Regions from separate parts of the Mus musculus genome. Here all the other regions are linked to region 1. The links are chromatin contacts, called in public HiCAR-type and promoter capture Hi-C maps. All regions are on one chromosome and are shown on one strand. The core of a region is the stretch at or near the end of the contact, and the rest is flanking DNA. Distances in the headings are between cores, read along the strand shown. Region 1 holds the start of Arhgef40 (Rho guanine nucleotide exchange factor (GEF) 40). Region 2 holds the start of Bcl2l2 (BCL2-like 2). Region 3 holds the start of Cebpe (CCAAT/enhancer binding protein (C/EBP), epsilon). Region 4 holds the start of Naa30 (N(alpha)-acetyltransferase 30, NatC catalytic subunit). Region 5 holds the start of Rem2 (rad and gem related GTP binding protein 2). Region 6 holds the start of Mrpl52 (mitochondrial ribosomal protein L52). Region 7 holds the start of Ap5m1 (adaptor-related protein complex 5, mu 1 subunit).

What was found. Promoter capture Hi-C pulls out the DNA fragments that hold promoters and counts their contacts. HiCAR-type assays count read pairs that join an accessible place to other places.
Region 2: a promoter capture Hi-C map of the 3T3-L1 cell line shows a contact between it and region 1, with 4 times the contacts expected there. The contact joins the promoter of Bcl2l2 here to the promoter of Arhgef40 in region 1. A contact is called at or near these places in 2 of 39 promoter capture datasets (the 3T3-L1 cell line and liver).
Region 3: a contact with region 1 is called in a promoter capture Hi-C map of cranial neural crest. The contact joins the promoter of Cebpe here to the promoter of Arhgef40 in region 1. A contact is called at or near these places in 6 of 39 promoter capture datasets (the 3T3-L1 cell line, cranial neural crest, hippocampal neurons and 2 more).
Region 4: a promoter capture Hi-C map of hippocampal neurons shows a contact between it and region 1, with 3 times the contacts expected there. The contact joins the promoter of Naa30 here to the promoter of Arhgef40 in region 1. A contact is called at or near these places in 3 of 39 promoter capture datasets (cranial neural crest, hippocampal neurons and liver).
Region 5: a promoter capture Hi-C map of liver shows a contact between it and region 1, with 5 times the contacts expected there. The contact joins the promoter of Rem2 here to the promoter of Arhgef40 in region 1. A contact is called at or near these places in 2 of 39 promoter capture datasets (cranial neural crest and liver).
Region 6: a promoter capture Hi-C map of second pharyngeal arch cranial neural crest shows a contact between it and region 1. The contact joins the promoter of Mrpl52 here to the promoter of Arhgef40 in region 1. A contact is called at or near these places in 6 of 39 promoter capture datasets (the 3T3-L1 cell line, hippocampal neurons, liver and 2 more) and 1 of 115 datasets of contacts at active chromatin or transcription factors (bone marrow-derived dendritic cells).
Region 7: a contact with region 1 is called in a HiCAR-type map of astrocytes, with 2.9 times the contacts expected there. The contact joins the promoter of Ap5m1 here to the promoter of Arhgef40 in region 1. A contact is called at or near these places in 1 of 39 promoter capture datasets (hippocampal neurons) and 1 of 115 datasets of contacts at active chromatin or transcription factors (astrocytes).

What each region holds. Positions count from the first base shown.
Region 1 is chr14:51,983,469-51,986,815 of GRCm38.p6, reverse strand. Arhgef40 (Rho guanine nucleotide exchange factor (GEF) 40) reads right to left here and starts at 1,983. Exons shown (of 24, transcript NM_198249.4): 1 at 1,825-1,983. The coding sequence starts at 1,827. Gm16617 (predicted gene, 16617) reads left to right here. Exons shown (of 3, transcript NR_045728.1): 3 at 1-427.
Region 2 is chr14:54,881,765-54,885,233 of GRCm38.p6, reverse strand. Bcl2l2 (BCL2-like 2) reads right to left here and starts at 1,809. Exons shown (of 4, transcript NM_007537.1): 1 at 1,728-1,809; 2 at 1,350-1,437; 3 at 421-860. The coding sequence starts at 852.
Region 3 is chr14:54,710,109-54,713,745 of GRCm38.p6, reverse strand. Cebpe (CCAAT/enhancer binding protein (C/EBP), epsilon) reads left to right here and starts at 1,572. Exons shown (of 2, transcript NM_207131.1): 1 at 1,572-2,297; 2 at 2,872-3,383. The coding sequence starts at 1,788. The coding sequence ends at 3,207.
Region 4 is chr14:49,170,099-49,173,597 of GRCm38.p6, reverse strand. It overlaps Naa30 (N(alpha)-acetyltransferase 30, NatC catalytic subunit), which reads right to left and starts at 1,352. Exons shown (of 5, transcript NM_027492.2): 1 at 1,221-1,352; 2 at 205-982. The coding sequence starts at 981.
Region 5 is chr14:54,474,755-54,478,022 of GRCm38.p6, reverse strand. Rem2 (rad and gem related GTP binding protein 2) reads right to left here and starts at 1,923. Exons shown (of 5, transcript NM_080726.3): 1 at 1,649-1,923; 2 at 208-552. The coding sequence starts at 1,751.
Region 6 is chr14:54,425,443-54,429,282 of GRCm38.p6, reverse strand. Mrpl52 (mitochondrial ribosomal protein L52) reads right to left here and starts at 2,374. Exons shown (of 5, transcript NM_026851.2): 1 at 2,323-2,374; 2 at 2,192-2,249; 3 at 2,045-2,112; 4 at 635-699. The coding sequence starts at 2,350.
Region 7 is chr14:49,065,044-49,068,373 of GRCm38.p6, reverse strand. Ap5m1 (adaptor-related protein complex 5, mu 1 subunit) reads right to left here and starts at 1,825. Exons shown (of 8, transcript NM_144535.5): 1 at 1,510-1,825. The coding sequence starts at 1,583. Exoc5 (exocyst complex component 5) reads left to right here and starts at 1,707. Exons shown (of 18, transcript NM_207214.3): 1 at 1,707-2,248. The coding sequence starts at 2,222.

The sequences.
Region 1 (3,347 bases), core at 734-3,233:
ATCAAATGGTGGAGCCATTTGAAAGAAGATAAAGACATACCCAAAATTCTTGGAGAAGAGAGGAGGTGGTCTGATGCTATGTATTCCAGTTTTTTTTCTTTCTTTTTCTAGTTCCAGAGGGTTCTGTCTGATAACCTGTCTCAAAGACTAAGTCGTGTCCCGTACTGACCAACTCCCTAAGTGAATCATTCATTGGGCTACGTTTCTTCACTCACTTCCTAAACAACAACTCTGGGGTCTACTTCTTTGCATGTCCATATCTCTCTCAAGATGGCTTTTTAAGTTCCGTTTATCAGATGTCTTTGCTGTAAATGAGGAAAGTATTTTGCAGTATTTATTTCTCTACCTCTCTTTGCATTTACTAGCTCTCTACCCATTGCAGACGGTTCTGCTTCCACCCCAAGACAAAAATTACTTATTTTACTCTGAAATCTCTCCAGCCAGAGTTGCTTAATCCCGGCTGTTTGGGAAGATTAGGGTATTCAGACACCCCAGAGACCAGCATTCTGTGTTATCAGAGCCCAAACTTGGCTCCAAGGTGTGGGCGAGCAGACAGACCCTCAGTGTTCTCAGGACTGTGTACGTGGGTGGGAAGAAGGGTAGGGGTGAGGTTGGGTGGGCCCGAGCTCCGAAGTTAGGATCCGGGGAGCTACTGCTTGAGCAGCGAAGCAGCTGCAACCCATTAGGGGCGGTGAGCTCATGGCTGAACAAGAGTCGCAGCCACAGGAAACGGCCTCGGCAGGAGGGGAGGAGGGGTCTGGAGCAGGCGGAGGTGGGCAGGAGCCCAAGACACCAGGCCTCTGGTCGGCTGGGACCAAACGACGGGCGAGACTGAGTCAGCGCTCACTGGCCTAGTTCCTGTCTTGCTCCAACCCTCTGAGCAGGGTGATGCTTCCCAGACTCTCCGTAGACATTGCCCTGGCAGGGCCTCTCCCCCTCCTCCACTCTGCAATGAGCATTATAGGCTGCACCCGCCTGGGCAGTGGGCGCTCTCCCCGTAGTACTTCATAGTACTTCTGGCCGGAAAGTTCCGGGCTTAGTGTTCACTCTGGTTGACATGGGCTTCTGGTACCCTGAGCTGCTGCTCTCCGAGCCTCTGCTCTACAGGATTCCATCCAGATCCCTCCCTGCAGCGACAGTGCTCTGAGGCAGGCACTGTCAGGAACAGCTCAGTTCCCTGCAGCTGCATGAACCTCGGGGAACTTTGTCCCAAAAACTATGGTTTTGGCTCTGGCAACGTCACGCCCATTGGTACTGCGGAACACCCCCTACCCACCCCCAAACAGCCCCCTTTCTGTGAGGGAATTTCCCTTTGGACATGCCCTTTGGCCCTGGCCCAGCCACAGCTGTGGCTAGTCCCTCAGGGCCGGATGGGTGGGCCCATCTCACCGGGTTTGGGGACTGGGATGGAAAATGGTGGTTCCAGGCAGGTCAGTTCTCATGACCCAGGACAGTGCCCTTTCAAGGGCTGCCGCCAGACCAACTCGCAGAGGGTCTCCAGGAGTGAAAAACTGAGATAGGGAGGGGGAGGGAAAACTCAGCAAAAGAAGACTGGGTAGGACCAAAAAGACCGGGGGTGGGATGTGTGCAAAGACCATCGAAGGATGGGGAGGTGGCACAGAAGAAAGAAAGGGTCATGGCAATACTCGGTAGGGACTGAGCAGGCAGCAGGACCGCAGATCGAAGAAAAGAAGGGGGGATGGGAGGGTGGAGAGTCTCCGAAGCGCCAAGGAGCGCTAAGCGGGCACAAGAGGCACGGGGCTGGGGGCCCGGAGCGGGCTGCGCGAAGGCCGAGGGGACACCGGGGTGCTTCGCGGGACTCACCATGGCTCGGCGTCGGGAGGTGTCCCACTCTCCGGCGGGCGGGCGGGGCGGGTGAGCCACCGCCTCCCTCCGGGCGCTCAGTCTCGCCGGGTCTAGCTGCAGGACAACTCGCGCGGCGACCGCGGCTCTCCCCGCTCGTTCGGCAGCCCAGGCCGCGGGGGCCCCGCCAGGGAGGGCCGAGACGGCCGCCTGCACCGCCCCGCCCAGCCCGGGACCCCAGCCGAGAAGCCCCCCCAACCCTGGCCACAAGCCTCGCCTCCGCTCCCCTGGCTGTCTGCTGCCAGCCCGCCCCGCCCCCTCCGAGAACCGCCCAGCTGAGGACGCCCCGGGTTTCCCGCGTCTTCTTCGCTCTGCGGGATCAGTTCAGCCTCAGCTCGGGACCCTGCAGGGGACCCGCCTAGGTCCCAGGTTGCCCGGCGGCCAAAAGCCTTCTTCCATCTCTAGGGTCCATGACACATCTCCGGTCCGTGGCAAGGCTTGGCAAGGTCCTGGGGCCCAGGTCGATCCACAGCCTTTAGTTCCCTTTAGGTAGAGCTGAAGGCCGGGAAATTAGGGTATTCCCCCAAGCCTTGGGCGTTTGCCCGCCCTTCTTCCCCTTCCACCTTCTTGGGTCTCAAGGCTCCATGAGACTACAATGGGCTCCTGTGTGCAGCCTGGGGAGGGCGGGGGATGAGGGGAATTACGAAGTAAAGGCTTGGCATGTGGGGTGGGGGGATATGTGTCACGGCTGAGAGGCCAGGGCCCCGGGATCAGGATCCCTCTGTAGGGTCTGGGGGCGTTTGCGGAGTTGCTCCACGCTGCCTTTGCCTTTTTCTCTACCTTAGACCCCTGTTGCTCTGCGGTTAGAGAAGGGGAAGCAACAGTTCCCGGATTAGACCCCACGCTTTAGTACTGATGTCAGATCTTTCCTTCTTGTTGCAGGGCGATAGTGGCCCATATGCTAGGGCTTTTGGCAGTGACTATTATCTTACACTTCAGACAAAAGGGGCTAGGCTCCTTTAATTTTTTTTTTTTTTTGCCTCACCTACAAACTCGAGTATCACTTCTACATGGAAGTGAAGGCCGAGTGGGGTCTCTCAAAAAGGCTTGAGGAACCGCAGCACATCAAGGGGTTGCCCTGCCTGTCTCTGAGTCACAGACTGGTCCAAAAGGTGGACATTTGGGAGGCGATCTGAAAGGTACTCATTTCCCAGAGAGATCGTGAAGGTGTTGGCATTGCAGTTAGAGGGTAAAGTTTATTTAGAAGACGTGTGGTAGTGGATACAGTCGATGAGGCTTGGAGCAGGAGGAGAAGAAAGGGCCTCCATGACAGGCTCTTTTCATCTTAGGATGCTACATTCTGCCCCTTTTCCTGTGGGTCTGGAGAAGGGAGAAACTTAATTCATGGGGATGACACGAGCCCTCTGGTTCATAGGGTTAAAAAAGAATCTCAAGCAGGGAAAACCCTGTGATTAACCGGCAAGAACTGTGGAGCTATCTCCAACCTTCCAGTTAAGGTAGACTCTTCAGTCTCCTTGTTATTA
Region 2 (3,469 bases), core at 560-3,059, 2.9 Mb before region 1:
CCTCCGAACCCCGTTCCTGGCTCCTCTGCACTGTCTACGTGATGTCAGCCCCATCCCTTCCATGGCAATAAAGTTCCGTTCAGAACTGGCATCCTTTGCTAAGGCTTGCCTAGCCATGACCCATCCCTGACCGGCCTCACCACCCATACTATGTACGCAGGGGTCACAATTATTCGCTGAAGGTTCTCTGTTTATAAAACTCTATATTCAGTCTTCTGCTTGGGACCGTGAAGCCCATCCAGCTACTACTACATGGTAGCCCTGGAGTACTGTGAGCTTGATGCTCTCAGTCTGATTCCACTTAAATAAGGGAACTCAGCCCTTCCCAGCACAACCCCAGCCTCCCATCAGAGGCCCTATTTTCCCATGAAGACCAACTTTGTAGAGGGATGCGGAGAGCAGCAATTGAGAACTTCTTACCCAGCCCCCACTGCTGTGGATCCAGTCAGCCAGACGTGTCTCCAGGTAGGCCACCATCCAATCCTGCACTTGTCCCACCAAAGGCTCCATTTCTTTGTTGACACTCTCAGCACACAGGGCAGCCCCAAAGACAAAGAATGCCACAAGACGGCCCCAGTTAGGGCCCCCTTGGAAAAGTTCGTCGGAAACCTGGGTGAAGCGTTGCTGGGCTGAGCCTGGGGTCACGTGTAGCTGAGCGGCCAGGTCAGAGAAGGTGCGGCGGAAACGGGTCTCAAACTCGTCTCCAGCAGCCCGCATGGCTTGGTGCAGCGGGTCGGCGGCTGGGCCTTCCCCAGGGCCAGCTCCACAGACATAACCCTTCTGCCTCAGCTTATAGCCTACAAAGTCAGCCACTAGAGCCCGTGTGTCTGGGGTTGAGGCTGGGGTCGCCATCCGGGCGGCTGAAAGGGGCAAGGATGACAGACTGACATAAATATAAGGAAATTATTGACAGAGAGCAAGAAGGGACATTTCCTATTTGATCAAGCTCCTGAGATAGGTGAAATGCTCAGAGGCACTGGGCAGGGCCAAGAAAGAGCAACGGATTTAAGTCATGGGGAGGTTCAGAGCATAAGCAGCTGGCCACGTATAACATGTCAAATTAAGTGTGCAACAGGAAATCTTATTTTTAGACTACTTCAGATTCCTTTCATACGACAGCACCAGCTGTATGCCACCTCTATACACACACACACACACACACACACACACACACACACACACACACACACACACACCCCTTTTTGGCTATAGGAAGGGGCTTAAGACCTCCCCAGGAGCATGATGCGAAGATGTTGGCAGAGGCACAAGATAGGGAGGAGACAGGGGCTGAATAGGAAGATGGGAAAAGCCAAGGGCTGTAATGGGGCAGAAAGGAAGAGGACACTTACCCAGCCTGGATGGCAGCTCTTAGGACCCAGTGCTGGTGGCAGGGAGCCCCCAGCTGAGGCCTTTCATCCTCCCGGCTAGAGTGGAGCCCTGAAAAGGGGAGGGAGAGAGAACTAGGTGGGAAAGGCCTGGGTCTGGCCCGGAAAGAACTGGAACTGCAGCGCCTGGGACTGGGCCCCTACCTCCAAAGCTTTGCCAGCTGTGGGACCGATTCCGTGTTTAATGACTGCCCTCTTGGGAAACCCGGGACCACGGGCTTCCTGCCGACACCATCTCTATTCCCGGTACCCCCAAGAGCAGCCCAAAGGCCCAGCTCCTCCCATTCCCCCACCCTTAGCTGGTCTCCAACCCCGCCCGCCAGCCAGGTTAAGGAATCTCACGGGTCAGGCCGCAGCCGGGATCCGGAATCCGGTTGTTTCCTGGTGGAGGAGCTGGGAGGGAGGGAGGGAGGGAGGGAGAAAGGGAGGAAGGGAAGGAAGGAAGGAGGGAGGAGGGGAGGGCAGGGAGGGAGGGCCCGGCGCCGGGTGATGATGGGACACAGAGATGCGTCCAGAGAGAGGGGCGGGGCTGGGAGGCAGGGCTGGGAAGAGCCACAACTCCAGGAAGAGAGGGCCATTGAAGGGCTGTTCAGAGGCCATAGTGACCTGTGCCGGCTGCCTGCGAAGCCCGCAGTGTCCCCAGAGAAACACACCGGGCCTCAGCAGCTCAGTGCAAATTCAGCATTTCCGGAAGGTCTCTTCTGTTCACGCACTTGTTGAACTTTCCAGCTTGGATTGCGTGCCTAGGAAAAGCAGAGCAGTTCCTATTAAGCTGGGAACAACCTCTTGCCCTTGTGGGGCTAGTAGAAACACTAAACACAAAAATACTTCCCCTCAGGACCTTTAATGCAGTGGGCTCTTCCTTGGCTGGAGTTTCAGCTAGGTATCAAGGTGTCAGGCCTTGGTTTACAGTGTCCACAAGCAATCTTCATCTTTTGTAATCAGATTGATTTTCTTTTCATTTGTTACCCACCACAGGAGTTAATTCTTACTATTTAAAACAAAAATCAAACAATAAAAGGCACAAATTGATACAAGCTTACTAATCTTACACACCCTCTCTAAATACAGGTTACCAATGTTGGGTTAATACCTGTTTTACAGATTACATATATCTATAATTTACATGTGAATATCTACATTCACATATACATGGATTATATATACATTTATCCATACACATATGTTTATATAAATATGTGCTTTTATATATACACATACAATATAAATATGTTTATAAGTATAAATATATATGTTATATATAATTTATAAATGTATCAATATACATATAAATATAAAGTATATCAGTATAGTATATGTAAATATTTTTATATTTTTATATATTCCATATACATATTTATAATATACACATATATGTATATATAATATACATATATCTATTTATATGTGCATTTATGTATATATATATATGTAAAAATATGTATATATAAAAACCGAGTGTGTGTGTATTTTGAAACATGGTTTCTTCTCTGTGTAGCCCTGGCTGCCCTGGAACTCACTTCTATAGAGCAGGCTGGCCTCGATCTCACAGGGATTGGCCTGCCTCTGCCTCAGACACTATGGGATTAAAGGCCCGAGGCACCACTATCCAGCATGTGATAATATCTTTCTGTAGAGCAAGTTTCCAGGGCAAGAAGCTTTCTGACTACAGCAGATCCACAGGAGGGCACTCATCAGTGTGCTGATCCTCCCACCTCTCCCCCCACCCAGGACTCCTGAAGGTTGCCATTTCTTCAGCTCTGGAACTCCAGTTAAGGCCAGAAAGAGGCAACCCAATTATGCTTCTTTCCTTCAGTTCTTTCTTGTTACTTCCCCTTGCTTCTCCCACTAAACCTTGATGTTCCCACTTGTCTGTGTGGTCACCGGAGAAGCCACAATGATCATAGTAGCAATCCATTATGGGAATTGATTGTTTTGATTGTTCTCTCTCTCTCTCTCTCTCTCTCTCTCTCTCTCTCTCTCTCTCTCTCTCTCTCTCTCTCTCTCTCTTCCTTGTAGGTCAGTCTGACCTTGAACTCACAATCTGTCTATGCCAGCAGTCCAAATGGTATTGCAGGTGTGAG
Region 3 (3,637 bases), core at 323-2,822, 2.7 Mb before region 1:
GATCTGATGTCTCTGGCTTCCATGGGTACCTGGAAGTGTGCACACACATACACAAACACACACACACCACACACACACACACCACACACACCACACACACACACACACCACACACACCACACAAACACACACACACCACACCACACACACACATACCACACAACACAACACACACACACACAACACACACACACACTCACATACTTTAGAATAATGAAAATAAATTCATTTTAAAAATTCTGTCCCTCCCCCTAGAACATCTGTTTGCAATAAAAGAGCCAGGAAGGTATGGTAGCACAGCTATCAACTCAGCTCCGTGGAGAATGAAGCAGGAAGATGAGAGTTCAAGGCCAGGCTAGGCTAAAAGGGAGGCTCAACCTAAAAAAAAACAAACAACTGAAAAGTGACACACTTCTCATGTCTCTGTGTTCTTTTCTTGTCAGTAAATCCAGAACCGTGTCTGAAGCAGGGCCACAACCAAACTGGAGAGAGCAGGAAGTTCCGAACAAAACAGAAAAATGAACTTTGGGGGTTAGTAGAAGATCAAGAAGGGCGGGCAGGCAGCTACCAGCTTCTCCTTCGGACCCCGAAACAGCCCCAGGAAGAGGTGAGGACAAGAGAGAAGACTTCTCAAGCCTACAAGAGGAAGTGGACCCGAGAGACACGCACAGGTCAGAAAACAAGGGCCTGCATGCAGCTCAGGGCACAGGAAATAGGAGGCAGAGCCTCAGGCCAGCGCGGGTGGGGTCAGCCAGAACAGCTTTTAGGGTGGAGCAACTGGGACCTCCAGCAGATCCTTTCTGTTGGTTCTGAGGCTGCAGCTTGCCTGGGCCTGAGGTACAGGACCCATGTCTTGACCAGAAACCTCAGCTATGTCCTGGCAGCCCCGGACTGTGCCAGGCTGCTAGCCATAGCCAGATCTGGAGACATGCACACAAGCCCTGTGCAAAGACCTAACCGAAGAACCTTAATAGGGGCCCTCTGGAGGCAAAGGCAGGCAGAACTCTGTGAGTTCAAGGCCAGCCTGAGCTACATCGTGAGACCCTGTCTCAAAACTAGCAAATGGGCATACCCTGTACTAGGGCCAGGGGTAGCTTGGTCCTAGAATCTACTACTACTTCCCAAACCCTTCAAACAATGATGGTCTACACAGAGAAAAATGTCTTGGGAGGTGGGGCTACAGAAGGAACTGACTTACCCCGGGGTAGGTGGAGTTCAGGACTTGGGGGTGGGGGCGGGGAGGGGGGGGGACGGGACAGGGAGGAAGATGCATCAAGGGAGGAGTTTAGACCAAGTTGGCACTGGGGGAATGCTTTGTCTATTGGCTCTGGCTTGACACCTCACTCTGCACAGGTCTCTTTGGAAATCGGAGGAAGACAGATATTCAGAGAAGCTACTCTGGGCAAGGGATTAGAATCCCTTGAACTCGCAGGGCAAAAAGGGCCATTTTCTCAAACAGCAACTTCTGGACTGTGGCTGGGGCCTTCGCAAAGAGCGCCCTAACTGCTAAGCACCCCTCCCTCCGGGGTGTGCCCTGCCCCTCCCTTAGTCACCCCAAGGAGAGAGAGGAAAAGGGAAGAAAGGAAGAGGTACTGACTACAGAAGGAAAGGGAAGCAGAGGAGGAGAGAAGCCACGTAGGAGTTGGTGACGGAGAAGACCAGAGAGGGCAAACCTAGGGCAAATCTAGGACCGGGGGAGATCCAAGAAAGGGCAGGCTGAGCATCCCAACGGGCGGGCGCCCCCAGCACAGGACCCAGGGGCGGGGAGCCAAGGGGGCGGGCCGGCCATGTCCCACGGGACCTACTATGAGTGCGAGCCTCGGGGTGGCCAGCAGCCACTTGAGTTCTCAGGGGGTCGAGCTGGGCCCGGGGAGCTGGGGGACATGTGTGAGCATGAGGCCTCCATCGACCTCTCCGCCTACATCGAGTCTGGGGAAGAACAGCTACTTTCTGACCTCTTTGCCATGAAGCCAACGCCTGAAGCCCGAAGCCTTAAGGGCCCAGGAGCCCCCTCGTTTCCTCACTACCTGCCGGCTGACCCTCGGCCATTCGCCTATCCCTCACACACATTTGGCCCAGATAGGAAGGCTTTGGGGCCTGGCATCTACAGCAACCCAGGGAGCTACGACCCCAGGGCTGTGGCGGTGAAGGAGGAGCCTCGTGGGCCAGAGGGCAACCGAGGCACCAGTCGAGGCAGCTACAATCCCCTGCAGTACCAAGTGGCACACTGCGGGCAGACAGCCGTGCACCTCCCCCCGACCCTGGCAGCACCTGGCCAGCCCTTGCGTGTCCTCAAGGTAAGACCAAGGTAGCTCTCCCCGCTTCTTCCCCCCAGGGTGGAGCAAGGTGGGTGGTTGAGGGAATTCTGACTACTGGGCTTCCCTAACAAGTCTATGTTTGGTGCTCCTCTGTGAACATGCCCTACCCCAAGGTCCTGTTTCCCAACTCTGTGAATTTATTTCTTAGAACTCGGCTGTGTCCTGAAGACACTTGTAATAGCTGCTCTGCCCTGATCTCAGGCAGGACCAGGTTTCCTGCTGTGCACTATACCTCTTGCTTCTCTGCTGCCTGCTTTTGGATGAGGAAACATGGCTGACTAGAATTTTAGAACGGGAGACTTATTACAGACAAACCAAAGGGAAGGGAATAATGAGAGCATGATAGAAAGCTTTGGTCTCAGACCAAGGACCATATGTATCTGGGTTACGGTCCTTCACAGAGACAGGGAGATGGATGCCTGGGAGATCGGAGCTCTCTGGGAGTCCTGTATCCCTTTGAGGCCTCACATATGCTCTCCCTGCTGGGTTTCCTGCTTAGCCTTCACTCTGCCTCCTGGTGGACCCTCACCTCTCTGTCCCCCTTACCCTCCAGGCCCCTGTGGCAGCTGCTGCCCCTCCCTGCAGTCCCCTTCTCAAGGCACCCTCCCCTGCTGGCCCCTCACACAAGGGCAAGAAGGCAGTGAACAAAGATAGCCTGGAGTACCGACTGCGACGTGAACGTAACAACATCGCGGTGCGCAAGAGCCGGGACAAGGCCAAGAGGCGCATTATGGAGACTCAGCAGAAGGTCCTGGAGTACATGGCTGAAAACGAGCGTCTGCGCAACCGCGTAGACCAGCTCACTCAGGAGCTAGACACTCTGCGCAACCTCTTCCGCCAGATCCCTGAGGCTGCTAGCCTCATCAAGGGTGTCGGGGGCTGCAGCTGAGCCTGCCTGGCAGACTGTGGGCACCAGACCCTAAGGGCCCCGCCCACCCTTCTAGGTCCCCAGAGTCCTGAACAGGCCAAGCCTGAGACAGAGATCGTGGACAATGGCAGCCAGTAATTGGGAAGGTCGGGACCAAATGATTCTGTGGCTGAATAAACTGCACTGTTACTTGATGCTGAAGCTGTTCACTGGGTCTTGGGCCTGGGCCTGGTGGGAGGGGATACCCATGGAGGACCCCAAGGGCAGGGAATACATGTGGCTAGTCCACATAGTCTTGACTCCATGTCCAAATGAATGCCTAGAAATACTAACATGCCGCCCACGGCTGGCTCTGTCCATCACACCCTCCAGCCTAGCCTCAGCCTGTCCCTCTGCTTCTCTGTCACTTCACCTCCATGTCCACCCCACCTACCCACTTGGTCCTTTGTAC
Region 4 (3,499 bases), core at 103-2,602, 2.8 Mb after region 1:
CAAGATAACCCAGATCACGAGCTCTTACCTTCCACACAGTTCCACGGAATACCTGGGAAAAGTGCGCACCTTCGCGCCTCCCATCTGTAAGGTACTATGAAAATGAAGGATACATCCACGGCCACACTCCGGGCCCTCACACTCCCTGCCCCGAGTGGCCTGGATCTCTGCTGGGCTCACCCTGTTTTCATTCCATCCACTTACCAAGAAACACAGCTGTGGCCAGTTGTGGATAAAATATCTATACGTATAAATGGAGTAGGGTTCAGACAGATCTTTGGTGATCAGTCTCATGATATCAGGCATTTGGAGCTCAGATTCATATCGGACGTATCGTATCGTCCGATCCTCCCCGGGCTCGGCCTCCCTGCCCTGGGAGCTCCTTAAACTGCAGCCGGTGGTCAGAGACGAAGACAGCAGCCGCACCTGCTCGTCCATCTCCTCCTCCTCCTGCTGCTCGGTGCCCTCCACCAGTCCATTTCGGGCCGCAGCGGGGTCGCTCGCCGCCCCCGCCGCCGCCGCCGCTGCCTCTGACCGGCCGGGGAGTGCAGTTCTTGCATTGTTGGGGACCGAGTGGGGAGGTCTCTCCCCCGGGTGTCCCTCGGCTCCTTTTGTGGCAGTCACTTTGGAGGCCCCGTCGGGGGCGGCCGCCTCCGCTGCACTCAGAACCTTACTCTTGAGGGTCGCCGCGGCCCGGAGGTGTCGCAGTTCTGGGCCGATCAAGCCGTTGAGCTGCTGCTGCTGCTGCTCCGGAGGCAGCTGCGGGCAGCGAAGGCAAGAACGCGCCTTGGCCGAGGTCGCCGCCTCGCCGCCCGCTGGGCTCCCGCAGCCGCCTTCGTGCTCCTCGTCGTCCTCCTCGTCCTCGCTGCAGCAAGCGAGCGCGGCCCCCGCCGGGAACGGGCAGCGGAGCTCCGCCGCCGCTGGGGCCGCAGGCGCTGGTGGTGGGAGGAGGCTGCTAGGCCCAGGCGGTACCTCCGCCATCCTAGAAGCGACACAGCCGAGAGAGGAGGCCATGAGAGGCGGCCGACCGGCGCCAGGCAGCGCGGACTGGCGGGCCGGGGGCGGCCGAGGCGGGGGGAACAAAGGCAGAAACCGTCCCTCACCGAGTGTCCCCAACGCCGCGCCGCCCCCACGCCGCCGCGCCGGCCACCGTCCCTGGCCGCCCGAGCCCCGCCGCCGGCCGTGTCACCGCCTCCCACCCGCCCCTCCTCGCGGCTCACCCCGCGCCGCTCCCCGCCGCCGTTTCCGCCGCTCCTCTCCCTCAGCCACCGCCGCGCCGCAGTCGCCTTCACCGCCGCGGCCGCTCCGCCGCCACCACCGCCACCGCTGTCGCCGCCGCTGCCGAGCCTCTCACCCGGCCGCCGCCGCCGCCGTAAAGCGCCTCGCCTGTTACCCCGGGTAAAGTTTCCTGGGCCAAGCTTTACGACACTTCCCTGCCTGCCGGCTGCCGGGCCAGAAAAGGGGGCGTGGAGGGAGGTGACCTGTGCAGGGGCGGGGCCCGAGGTGTCTCCGGAGGGCTTCCGGGAGGCCGCGTGCCGGGGGTGGGGCTCTAGCCTGGGGTTCCAGAGGTTCCTGCGGAACTCGCCCCGCAGCCTCCCCGGGTGGGCAGGGCTAGGTGCCCTGGGAGCTGCTGGCTGTTGACATCCAACCTCTAGTGCCTTTATGCAGCTGTACTGTTACAACTTTTGCTCTGACCTGGCGCGTGGGGCAGGGAGCGCCGGCTACAAAGGCAGCAAATCCCGGCCTGGACCGCGAATTAGAGGGAATTTAAAACATTGAGCTGTGAAGATAGCATTTTGCAATTTAAAAAAAAGAAGAAGAAGAACCTTTACCTACCCCGTTGGGACAAAAGAATGGCTAGTAGTCTTGTTGCCCCATTCCTCCACCCCAAAGATTGAAGGCATAAATGTGACAAACAGGTGCCGGACAACGAAAGGCAACAACTGGGGGAAGCGACAGAGATGGTGGCGGCTAACAAGCGTACTCCTGATTTGTGGTTGTAATTGTGTTAGGTTGGGAAGCACCTGGTAAGAGTTCACGGGATCCTCCCATGTGATATGCTAAGCAGGTGTAAAAACTTTGAGCGTGTGGGTTACCTCTGCTCTAATCCACAGCTGGTAGTTTTCTGCATATCTGATCTGAGAGTTGAGTAACTCACACGCATACTAATCAAGTTACTTATTAACTTGTAGGAGCTGAAGAGATGAGTCAGCAGTAAGGAACACTAGGGTTAGATTCCCAGCACCCAAATGGCAGTTCACAACTGTCTGTAATCCCAGGTCAAAGGGAGGCTACAGCCTTTTCTGGCCTCCAAGGGCATCAGGAATGTGCACAGATACGCCTACATACAGGCAAACACCCATAACAAGTTTAAAAAGAATAAAATGTGTTAGATAGCTTTTTTATTTATTTCAACTGATTTATAGAGCTAGTCAGGTATGCCCAAGATTCATGTTTTCAGAGATAGGCTTTTATGACAGGTGTTTGCAACTTTGTGCCATAATCTAAACTGAAAAAAAAAAAAAGTGAGCTGCAGTAGTCAGCACATGTCTGGAATCCAAGTACTCAGAAGGCAAAAGTAAAAAGCTATGGAATTCAAAGGAAGCCTGGGCTGCATAGCAAAACTGTTTCTAAAAATAAATACTAAGTAAAAATAAAAATAAATTTCAAGTGAGATTAACCTGCACTGTGGCATGGTTTGAGACACGAGGGTGACAATCCTTTTCACTAAGACTATTAAAGGACACCACCAGCTCAAACAGAGAGACTCAGCCTCTAAAGATGATAAAATGTGTAAGTATCTACCAAGTATTGTACAAAGTGCCCTCTATACACTACGACTTTTATGAGTTCGTGTCTTACAAAAGTACATTCCTGTATAAACAGGCATGAAAACACATATATATTTCAGTTTTCTCAGTAATATGGAAGAAATAATTAAGTAGCTATAAATTTGAGAATGACTAAATAAGCTACTTTGCTTTTTTTTTCTCTGTATGATGTGTGTGCCAACGTGTGTGCCTGTGTATGTTGGTGAGTGTGTGTGTGTGTGTGTGTGTGAACACACGTGTACAGGTATGTTCAGGCCTGAGGATGCTTGACACGGATGTTAGAAATCCTCCTCCATTGCTTATGTGCCTTGTTCTTTGAGGTGAGCTCTCGAAGTTGAACCTGAAGCTCCCCAGTAGAGCTAGTTTTTCAAAGCAGATTGCTCCAAAGATCCTTCTTTCCCACCTGCTCAAGCTGGAATTACACGATCCATCACACCCACCCAGCATTTACGTATGTTCTGAGGACTTTGAACTCAATAGAGTTCACTTGCATGGCAATTTAGCCATCTCACTGTCCTAGATTAAAATAAAGCCTACTACTGTTAAAGTATGCTATTGTTTTCAAAAACAGAAAGAAATATTGCTATTGGTTCTCTTGTAGCTCCTATGACTCCTCTGAAAATTACTCCCACAATTATTCACTATAAAATAACCATTTGTTATGTGTG
Region 5 (3,268 bases), core at 674-3,173, 2.5 Mb before region 1:
GGGAAAGAAGGAAGAAAACATGAGGAGATTCCCCAACACGTGTGAGACCTGGTGTCCAGGAACACCTCCTGACATTAGGGAGTCGCCTCCAGGCAAACTTCATAGAAAGCAATGGAGAAATTTCTCTTAGATTCTGTCCTCCAGGGACTGTTCACAATGCAAACACTTTCATGCCTGACTAGAGCCCTCCAGGGTGCCCCTGAATACCTGAGTTCTCCATCTCGTGAGCATGGTCTCCCTGGAGACCTCCAAAAGTGCCCGCTAGAGTGCTCTTGCCCACGCCACTCTCCCCCACGAGCATGACCTTAAAGACGCCATCTTTTTGGGTAAGGGCTGCCTCCCCTGAGCCCAAGGAGTCAGAGGAGCCAGAGGGGGAGGCCTGGGGTGGCCAGTCAAGTTCATCTACAGCTTGGGCCCGCCGCAGCTGGTGTTTGTAGGGCACGGGCATGCTTCCTCTTCGTCTGGGGACCCCAGGAGCAGGAGGAGGCCCGCTCAGGTCCAACTCTGCTAACAGTTTCTCTGGCTTCTGTTTCAGAAGTGTAGTATCTGCTTCTAGGGAGGGGGAGAGAAGGAAGCCATGGGTGAGATATATCTAGACATCGGATGAGCGGTTAATTCAGGCTGCTTCTTCAGCTACACCCAGATAAAGAGCGTGACCCCAAAAGAGCTGAGAGTCATTAGTCTAGCCTTGTGCACTAAAAATTCCCCTGAAACTCAAAAGCAATGAACTTTCAAGGCGCTGGCATGATAGTTTCCCATGTTGATCCTAGCCACAACATGATCAAAACTTGTGTCACTGAGGGAGGTCCTGTGCACAGGGTTACACACCACTCACACCTTACACCGTCATAGGCACGCCCCTACATTAGGCCTAGTGAGTTGGGAAGCTATATCTTCCCTCTAATGGGCCCTGCCTCCTATTTCTTCCTGCACCCCAGTCCCAGACTGGCAGGTGTAGGCAGAATCAGAAACTCCGCAGGGACCTTATTTCTAGGTCTGGGGGAGGAGGGCTAAAGAAGGGGAGCGTACTGTTTCCTGTGTCCCCGTAGGTAGGTGAGCATCGCATGCGTGAGTGTTTGTGTGTGAGAGAGAATCCTCCTGGATCCTTGCCTGTCCTGGCGAGTGGGAGACAATGTTGTGTTCGTGGGGAGGTAGCGGTGGAGAGTGTGTGTGAGGAGGATGACAATTCAGGGGTTGGGGTAACTAGAGGAACAACAACAGACACAACAAAGGGGGATGGAGCGAGGCTATAAATAGCACAGGATCAATATTTGGCAGGCAGCCAACGATGGAGCTAGAAGAAGCCCTTACAACAGGTCCCCAGGGAAGCCCCCTTAGCTGGGGATTCCTAGGTTTGTGGGCTGCTTCTTTTCTTCCCCCTTCCCTTCTGGCAGGCTCTGCCTAACAGGGCTGAGGTTAACCTAGGGGCCAAGTGCCAGTTTCTCTGGCGAAGCCCTGGGAGCGTTGGGGGAGGGGCACCCTGGCAGCTTTCCCCCTTCCCCTTGGCCGTCCGGACCTCAAAAGTGCAGGGGTCTCCCTTGCCGCATTTGCTCTTCCCTTCTCGTTGGATCCTGCCCAGACCTTCCCACCAAAGCTTCAGCTCCCCCACCCACAGCTTTAGCCACATCCTACTCCCCTTAGCCCTCACCTGGTGTGGGTGTCCCCAGTGGGGAGGCCTGGCGGCTGCTGGAAGAACAAAGTGCTACGGTTTCTGTGTCCATGTCCATGTCGGTGTCAAGGTCCGTGTGCATCGGCGTGCATGTGCGAGTGCAGCCCAGCGGCTCAGAGCACCGGTTCCTCACTCAGCAGCACTGTCAGCTTTTCCCTTTAAATACTGCCCCCCCCCATCATATTCCCCACCCCTCCCCGCTCCAGACACCTGGGGAAATTGTCCCGCCTCCTGATGAGGTCACATATGCTAATGAGCAGTGATGTAAGCGGGATTCCCTCCTTCTGTCTCCCTCCTTTTTCTTTGTGTCACTTCCCTCTGGGAGCATACTCCCTGCATAGGCACAGCTTGGCATACGGGCAGAACAGAGCAGTCAGGGGGACGGAAGAAAAGGTTTCAGAGGGCGGTGTGGAGGCAGGGGGCTGCAGATAAAGGAGTTGAGAGTGGCAGGAGGCAGGGACCCTGAGAGCCAGAGGACTTCTGCTCCAGTGTCCAAGACTATAAACCTTGTCTGTTGTTTCCAGCCCCCACCCCATCGTCCAGCTTAGGGTGGGTGCTCAGTGGCTAAAGAGTGTGACAGACGACTAAAGACTAAATGGAAAGACAGAAATGAATCAAGGGATGTGAAGCTGGAGAATGGCCACCCTACTGTCTAGGTCCTTCACTCGGCCTCTTCAGGAGCTACAAAAGTCCTCAGGCAGATGAGAGCTCTGAGGAAGGGAAGCCTCCTTGTGCAGCTTCGTTTCGCCTTCACCGCTAGGCCAGCACAGCCAGGGTTAATCTATGGGAAGCCAGAACCGGCAACTCCTTGACTGTTCCTTGTCTACCCAGCTTCCTTTTCTCTTGGGTCCCCATTCCCGGCAGCCTCCTTCTGCACACACCGTGCCTCTCTGCTTCACCCTATTTTGCCAAGTATCTCTCTTCCTTTTCATAACTAAGGTTTAGAAGGGTTGGTGGTTGGCCTGTCCCCAAAGCATTCTTGCAAAGTGTCACTTTGTATGATTGCCACCTTTAGATTCCCAATGCCTAGACAACCCACGGTCTCTAAACAAAGTGGCTTGTGTTCTCATAAATACACGCAACCTTTTTTAATTGGTGATATATTTTGCCATTCTCCGTGAACTTCTCCCATGGAAGAAACTACAAGTAACTCTGAGAATATGTTGTAGTACCACTTCCCTGGTGATCAGCCCTTGAGCAGGATCTGAAGGGGTCTACAGAACGCACGCTCTTAACTCTACAGCCCCTTCAGTTTCCACTCATAGCCTATTGTTCTGGTTTGCTTCTCTATTGCTGTGATAAAACCTAGAAACAAACTTGGCAGGAAGGGGTTTATTTGGCTAACGGGCTAGAGAGCACCATCAGGGGAAGCCAAGGCAGGAACACAAGAAAGGAGCTTGGCCAGAAATCCTGCCGAGTCTGGATCACTTGGCTGACTTTATATAGTTCAGGGCCCTTGCCCAGAGTAGCACTGCCTACAGTGGGCCAGGACCCCATACCAACTAGCAACCAAGAAAATGCCCCACAGACATGGCCATAGACTAATCTGGCAGAGGTGACTCCTCAATTTAGGTTCCTCTTCCCGGGAGTCACTTTGAC
Region 6 (3,840 bases), core at 1,125-3,624, 2.4 Mb before region 1:
ATGCCTCATCGAAAGAAAGAAAAGGGACTGGAGAGATGGCTCAGAGGTTAAGAGCACTGATTGCTCTTCCAGAGGTCCTGAGTTCAAATCCCAGCAACCACACGGTGGCTCACAACCATCTGTAATGGGGTCTGATGCCCTCTTCTGGTGTGTGTCTGAAGACAGCTACATTGTACTCATATAAATAAAAATAAATAAATCTTTAAAAAGATAAGTTAGTTGGGTGTAAGGACTGGAGAAATGGCTGCTGCTGGTGTGCCTGCCTAGCAGGCAGGAAGCCCTGGATTTTATCCCATGCACTGCCAAACAGTAGCTCAAGTACAACACAACTTAAAACAGATTCTAATTTATGGGGCTGTAGAGATGGCTCTCTGCTCTTGCAAGGGACAAGGGTTCAACTCCCAGTAGCCACCCCAGAGCTCACAACCATCTGTAATTCCAGTTCCAGAGGATCTGACACCCTCCTCTGACCACTACAGGTACCACGAACACATATGATGAACATACATTGATACAGGCAAAACACATGTATATAAAGTAAAAATCAATCTTAAAGAAAATGAAGATAAATGATGATTTAAATTTTCCTCCTCCAGTCATAAACACAGCCTTTGGCAGAGTCCCAGCTACTCACTGCAAGCTTCTCCCTTTGAGCTTTTCTTCGAAGTTGGCCTTTCATTGGGGGTGCAGGGCGGCCATCTACAGACAAAAGTAAACAAAAGGCATAGTGTTAAATGTGGTCTGGGGATCCTGTCCAAACACTGGTGTGATAGGGATTGGAGAAGAGTAAGCCCCTAGCTCCACTTTTCCAGGTCACCCTGACTATGGTTGGTTGGGTGGATGCTGGCGTGCGTGAGGCTGTAGGTTCAGGGCCCAGTTCTGCTCATCAAAAACAATACTGAGGAGGATCCCAGTTCACAACCACAACTAAAACTCACCTAGCCTCAGAGGTGAGGTCCAACAGAATCACGAAATGACTTCATAGGCACGCTCTTCCTATCATTTAACCCTGTCATTAGCATGGACCTAGGGCCGTCTGCCAAGCTGAACTCACTTTTCTCTTCAGAAACCCTTCACTCAATGTGTCTCTTTGCTAAACTTCATCTCATTGTATAATGAAATATAGGGTTTTTTTTCTCCCTCACTCTTGATTTTTGAGGCAAGGTTTCACTATGTAGCCAAGGCTATCCCCTAGCTCTCAGTGCTTCTGCCTCGTGAGTGCCGATTGCAGGCATGCGTCACTACTCTCTTTTAATTTTGCTTTTTTTAAAGTTTTATTTTTATGTGCTTGGGTGTTGTGTTTGTATGTATGTCTGTGCACCATGTGGGTGCCTGGTAAAGGTGGAAGTGAAAAGATGACATTGGATCCCCTGGAACTGGAGTTACAAGCAATTGTGAGTCACCCTGTGGGTGTTGGGAATCGAACCCATGTCCTCCGGAAGAACAGGCACCGCATTTTAAAGGCATCCTTCAGTCCATAAGTTTTTTTTTTTTTTTTTTTTTTAAAGAGAAAAAGACTTCTCTGTACTGAGTCTGCCATTTCAGACTTGTAGGGATCTTCGGTGTTCTTTTCAGCAGCTTTTCAAAGAATTCCTTGTACATTTGCAAACGAATTGTCAAAATACACTCACCACACATGTGAGAGTTTTATCCTTCTGAGAGGATAAAAGTCATACATACTTCCAAGCCCAGAACAGCCCACGTTAGTATTTCCTTATACCTTCAGGATACGATCCTGACAGCTAACTTTCCTTAGCCAATTACTATTTCTTGATTGATACACAGGGTCTCATTCTGTAGTTCAGGATAATCAAGGATTCCTTACATAGCACTAACCTCACAGCAATCCCTCTGCCTCAGCTCTCCAAACCTAAAACCTCAGGGGTGAACTAACACCCGGCTACACAGTCAGGCAAAGGTAGAGCTGCAGTCCTCCAACTCAAGTAAAAGGTTCACTATTTTCCCAGACACGCCCCCAACCCTTACCCCGGTGGTCTCGGAGGAAAAAAAACAAAAACAAAAAACCCTTGACATCAAGGCTCACCCGCGAAGGACCAGTCAGGGAGCTCCGTGAGGGGCCCATAGCCGGAAGGGTTGGCAGCCAGCCCTTGCCTGGGTGGGGGAGACAGTGTGGGTGAGGACGCGGCGGGATACTAGGTCCCGCCGCGCCCCCGCCCGGCACGGCACTCACTGGAGTCGCCACTGGCCACCGGCCCGCGCCACTACGCTGCAGTGCAATCTCCGGACACCTAATGGAAGAGCAGGGAGTTAGAGGGCTGGTCGCCCCGCGGCTCCCGTGTCCCCAACCCCACAATCACTCACTGGACAGCCAGGTCCCTAAGGCAGCCATGCCGGAGCAAGGGAACCGGAAGTGGGCGTGGCCCCGGCAGCCACGCGGGACGCTGCCGGGAAAACCGGAAGCCGACATCTTGAATGTGGTTTTCAATCGCCGGTCCCACCATCTTGCGTTATCGTACGGAAGTGGGAGTCAGCTGTGGGCTGAGTGTTCTGAACAGGAGGAACTGCCCCGCGCGTGCATCTTGCACCCTCCGAGGTGGTTGAGATACCTGTGACCGAATCCTTCGCAGCTGTTTCCAAGTCCTTTCCCGGACGTTCTCCAGACTTGGGAAATTTAGGGTAACTCAGAAGTGTCGCATCCAACGAACCTCATTGTGCAGCCTTCTGCTTCATTTTAACGTTTGTTTTCTGATATGATCAAGTGTAGAACGAGTTGGAAAAATTTGGTTCTCATCCAACGGAGTCGAAGAAGTGGTGAATGGGTTAGGAGATTATAGGGGTAGCTAAAAAACAGTCCAGATAAGGCATTTGAGTCTAGGAAGACAAATGATCACAGACATGACTAATAGTGCAGCCCAGTGGTGGGAAGGGAAGTATATGTCATTTGCAAGACTATGTATGGAAGCACGGATCTGAGGACACTGTTAAACATTTTTTTGAGGAAGTTGTACTGGTGCCAGTTATTATTTTTTTTTTTTTTTAAACAAGGTCTCACCATGTAACTATGGTACTCAGTATGTAGCCTAGGTTGGCATCGAACTCATTGAGATACATCTGCCTCTGCTCCCGAATGCAGGGATGTAAGGTGACTCTGATTCTAATTTTAAACCACACATTCTCATGAGTTAGGTATACTTTTTGAGTGGATTAAACCTGGAAACTGAAGTGCTCCCAAACCAAACCTGTTGAATCCAAACATGATGCTACGATGGAGAATTACACACCCGAAGTCATGACGGAATTTTTGTCAAAAAAAATCAGGTGCACTAAGGGCTGGCGATGATGCTGTGGTGGAATACTTGTCTAGCATGCTTAGACTGTGGATTCATCCTTAGCATACTCAAAAATAACATTCAGCATGAAAGAATTTTATGCTTAGAATTCAGGTCCATCCCCAACAAACATATATTCAAATGTTCCCAAATCAGGCATTTCTGTATTAAGGGCCCAAGAGTTGGACAGATTCCCTGGTAGGCAGACAGATAAAAGACCATGACTAGATAATGATGAATTTCCACGATGTCTGGTTTCTTCCTCTCCTCCTAGCCTGAGACAAAAGCCTGGCAGCATAAAACAAAGAATCTTGTGGGCTTTCTCTCCCTCCCAGTAGATCTGCTGATAGACTGACTCCAGGAATTCAAGGCTGGATTGGTACATGTTCCAAGACAGTTGTGGGCCAATCAGCCATCCTTTTTCTCTTTAAATTTACCAACCCTAAATTAGGGGAGGAAAACTTCAGAGACTTAAAAACTCCAGCCTTGGAAAAGGACTAGATTTTCAGTCTTCTGAGTCCCCCTTCTTGGCTTTGCAAAGGCACTTTTC
Region 7 (3,330 bases), core at 576-3,075, 2.9 Mb after region 1:
CGATTTCTTTTTTTTTAAGTGTTTATTTATTTTATGTATATGAGTACACTATAGTTGTCTTCTGACACACCAGAAGAGGGCATCAGATCACATTACAGATGGTTTTGAGCCACCACGTGGTTGCTGAGAACTGAACTCAGGACCTCTGGAAGAGCAGTCAGTGCTCTTAACTGCTGAGCCATTTCTCCAGCCCAATTCACTGATTTCTAATGACTCTGTTTGCATTCAGGGAAGCTATTTGTCAGTATTTTGTTAAATCAGTACAGACATGTTCTAAGGCCCTGTTTGAGGATGTTTACTAGATAGCACTGTTCTGAAAGGTAGAGGCAGCTTGGACCCTATCATTAAGGAATGTAAATAAAGAAAACCATAGATTCATACAGTTCAAGTATCTAGAGCTGCATTATCCAGTATGGTAGACACCAGGTACATGTGTTACTGAAATGTAAGCAAAACTAACAACTAATGGGGGTCATGGTTGTTGCATTCCTTTAATTCTAGTATTTGGAAACCAGAAGCAGGAGGGTATCTATGAGTTTGTGGCTAGCTTGGTCTACACAGTGAATTCTGGGTAAGCCAGTGGTACACAGTGAGGCTCTGTCTCAAAACCACAGCAACAAAAACCTAATAACTGAGTTCCTCAGTTACACCATTCAAATGCTTTCTGGTTTACATTCGAAGAGATTTAAAATTGGTCACCTTTCTACCATACATTGCTGCTTTCCAAGAACACACATCTACTCATTAACACAGAGGCTTCTTAGAAATAATGCCAAGAGACAGGTAACAACTTCAAGAACTGACAGATGGGATCTCCTGAAATCAAAACAGTTCTGCAAAGCAAATAAAACTACAAGCAAAGTGGCGAGACAGCCTATAGACTGGGGGGAACTTAGCCAGCTATACTTTATATCGGGGTTAATATCTAATATAAAGAACTGCAGAGTCCTCTCCATAGAATTATCTTGGTAAGATATGGCAAATTCTAAAGGTGGGACCAAACCACTTATGCCACCTGGATAAAAAGGTGACTGTAATTTAATTTTTCACACTTCTATTTTGCTCACCCACTAGAAGCTGCAAACTATAACGTTCTTTAAGCAATCATTTTTGTACCAAACTTAAACAGATGGAATTAATTTTAAAGATACATTAGTATAGCCGGGTGTCGTGGCCCACACCTGTAATCCCAGCACTCTGGAGGTATCTGTAAATTCAAGGCCAGCCTGGTCTACGTATCAAGTTCTAGGACAGCCAGGTATACATGAATCCTGTCTCAAATATATAAATAAATAAAGATACAATAGCAGTAATACTAGAAAACATGTAGCATCATGTAACAAGCAACTCATTCCTTACAACAAAGTGAGATAAACGTAGAAAGCCTAAATTGCCCAAGGGCACCCTGCTAGCTGCTCCTGGGACAGCTGAGACTCAGCGCACCACAAAAACTCCTGCTTAGATTCATCCTTGGACCCATCATGCCTGAGGATCCAGACTTGCAATTACCTGGAGAATCTGACGGTGCCTCCAAGTGGAGTTCCTGGTTCGTGACGTATGAGCCACACTGCCCGCAGGGCCATGGTTAAGCCTCCCAAGTATCAGAGCGATGTAGAAACTAAGGTCGCCATCCAGCCAAAGTAGACCCCGCCTTCTAGATGGGCTGTACCAGGCAACGTCCGGGTTCTCCCTGAGCCGCAAGAGCTCACTGGAGATGCTCGCTCTTCCGGGTGAGGTGACTCAAGTCTCCCGGTCCCTTCAAGAGATTAAAACACTCCTCAGAAGGTCTTAAGAACCTACACCCGGAATCTCAAGGGACTGGAATACTCTTCTCGCCCACTTCCGGGACGGCGGCCCGCGAGGCTCAAGACGCGTCACCCTGTCGCAAACGAGCGCCTCCGCGGCCCGCTCGCCGCTCGCTCCTTTCGCCCGCCCCGCGAAGTCGGCCGGGCGCGCGCAGCCCCACTTCCGGCGTGCGAGGCGGTGACAATGGGAGCGGCGCGGGCGGCGCCGGGAGGCAGCTGACAGGCGTCTGCGGCTCCGCTTCATGGCTGCTCTCCCTCTCTGCCTTCGCTGTGTGAGGACCGGGGCAGCCAGCAGCGGTGCGCAGCCCGGGCCGGAGGCGGTAGGCCGAGCTGGGACTGGTGAGCGGCGCCGCTGAGGCGCAGCATGTGAAGCGGAGACGGCCTCGAGCGCGGGGCGAGCCTCTCAGCCGGCCGGCATGGCCACGACGGCCGAGCTCTTCGAGGTGGGTCCCGGGGCTCGGCGGGCGGCGGCGGCGGCGGCGGGGGAGGGGCGGGTGGCGGCGGGACGCTGGGCCGGCTCGGGTGGCAGGGCGGCCAGACGTCCCGGAGACCGGACGGGCAGTGGGCAGGGCTGACTCCGGAGCCCAGGGCCGGCGAGCCGGGTCTTGCTGTGCGGATCCTCGCGACGGTGCTACAGGGGGCATCTGAATGGAGACTCTGGGGGGCTCCTCGGTGCCGAGGTTCCGACAAGCTCAGAAGCGGCCCTGGGGTGCCTGCCGTCTTACCTTACAGTCGAAAAGGCTGGGAGGATTCTTTTAAGGACAATAAAGGCCTACTTAGCCTCAGCACGGAAGGGAAGCGACACATCTTACTGCATTTAATTGCTGTGGAACCCTCCGACTGCTAGTTAAAGGATCCTTGGGCTGTGAGAAGCTGTGGGAGCGTTCAGGTGCATTTTCTTGAGTGTTTCAATATTTAAACTTGACAGTTGGATTTTGTGGCGTGTCAGTGTCAGAAGCGGTGAGGTTTGAGATAATGGAATGGGGTTACAAGACAATGAAACAGTATCTTCTTGTGTGGAAAAAAATAGAAGTAGTCATATGAAGAAAAATGAGGAATACACCTTCTCCCCCGCTGGGGCGTGATTACTCCATAGCAGCAGAAGTGTAAGTTGTAGAGAACACTGCAGTTCACAGTTAAGAATGTCACCATAGGTGAAAATTGTATCCATTGAGCATCAGCGTGTTCTGTGGCGTGAATTTTAAATGCCATTGTTTCCATTAAAAAAAAAATCTAACTTTTCAGTTACTTTTTTTTGTTACTGAACGTTGACTTGCAGTCATTCCTAGCATAGATACTGCATTTGTTTAGAGAAATAGCATGCCTAAATTGTAAGTTGTAATGAAAGTGATTTGAGTAAAAGTTATAATTACACCTAGGAAAAATTTATTGCTGTTCCTCAGATGTAAATGTCTGGAGATATTATAACATTTGCTTCACCAGTCATAAAATTCTGCTCATTTACTGTGTATCCTTGGTCAAGATACTAGGTAATTCTGTAATTACTTGTTTCAATTTTTATATC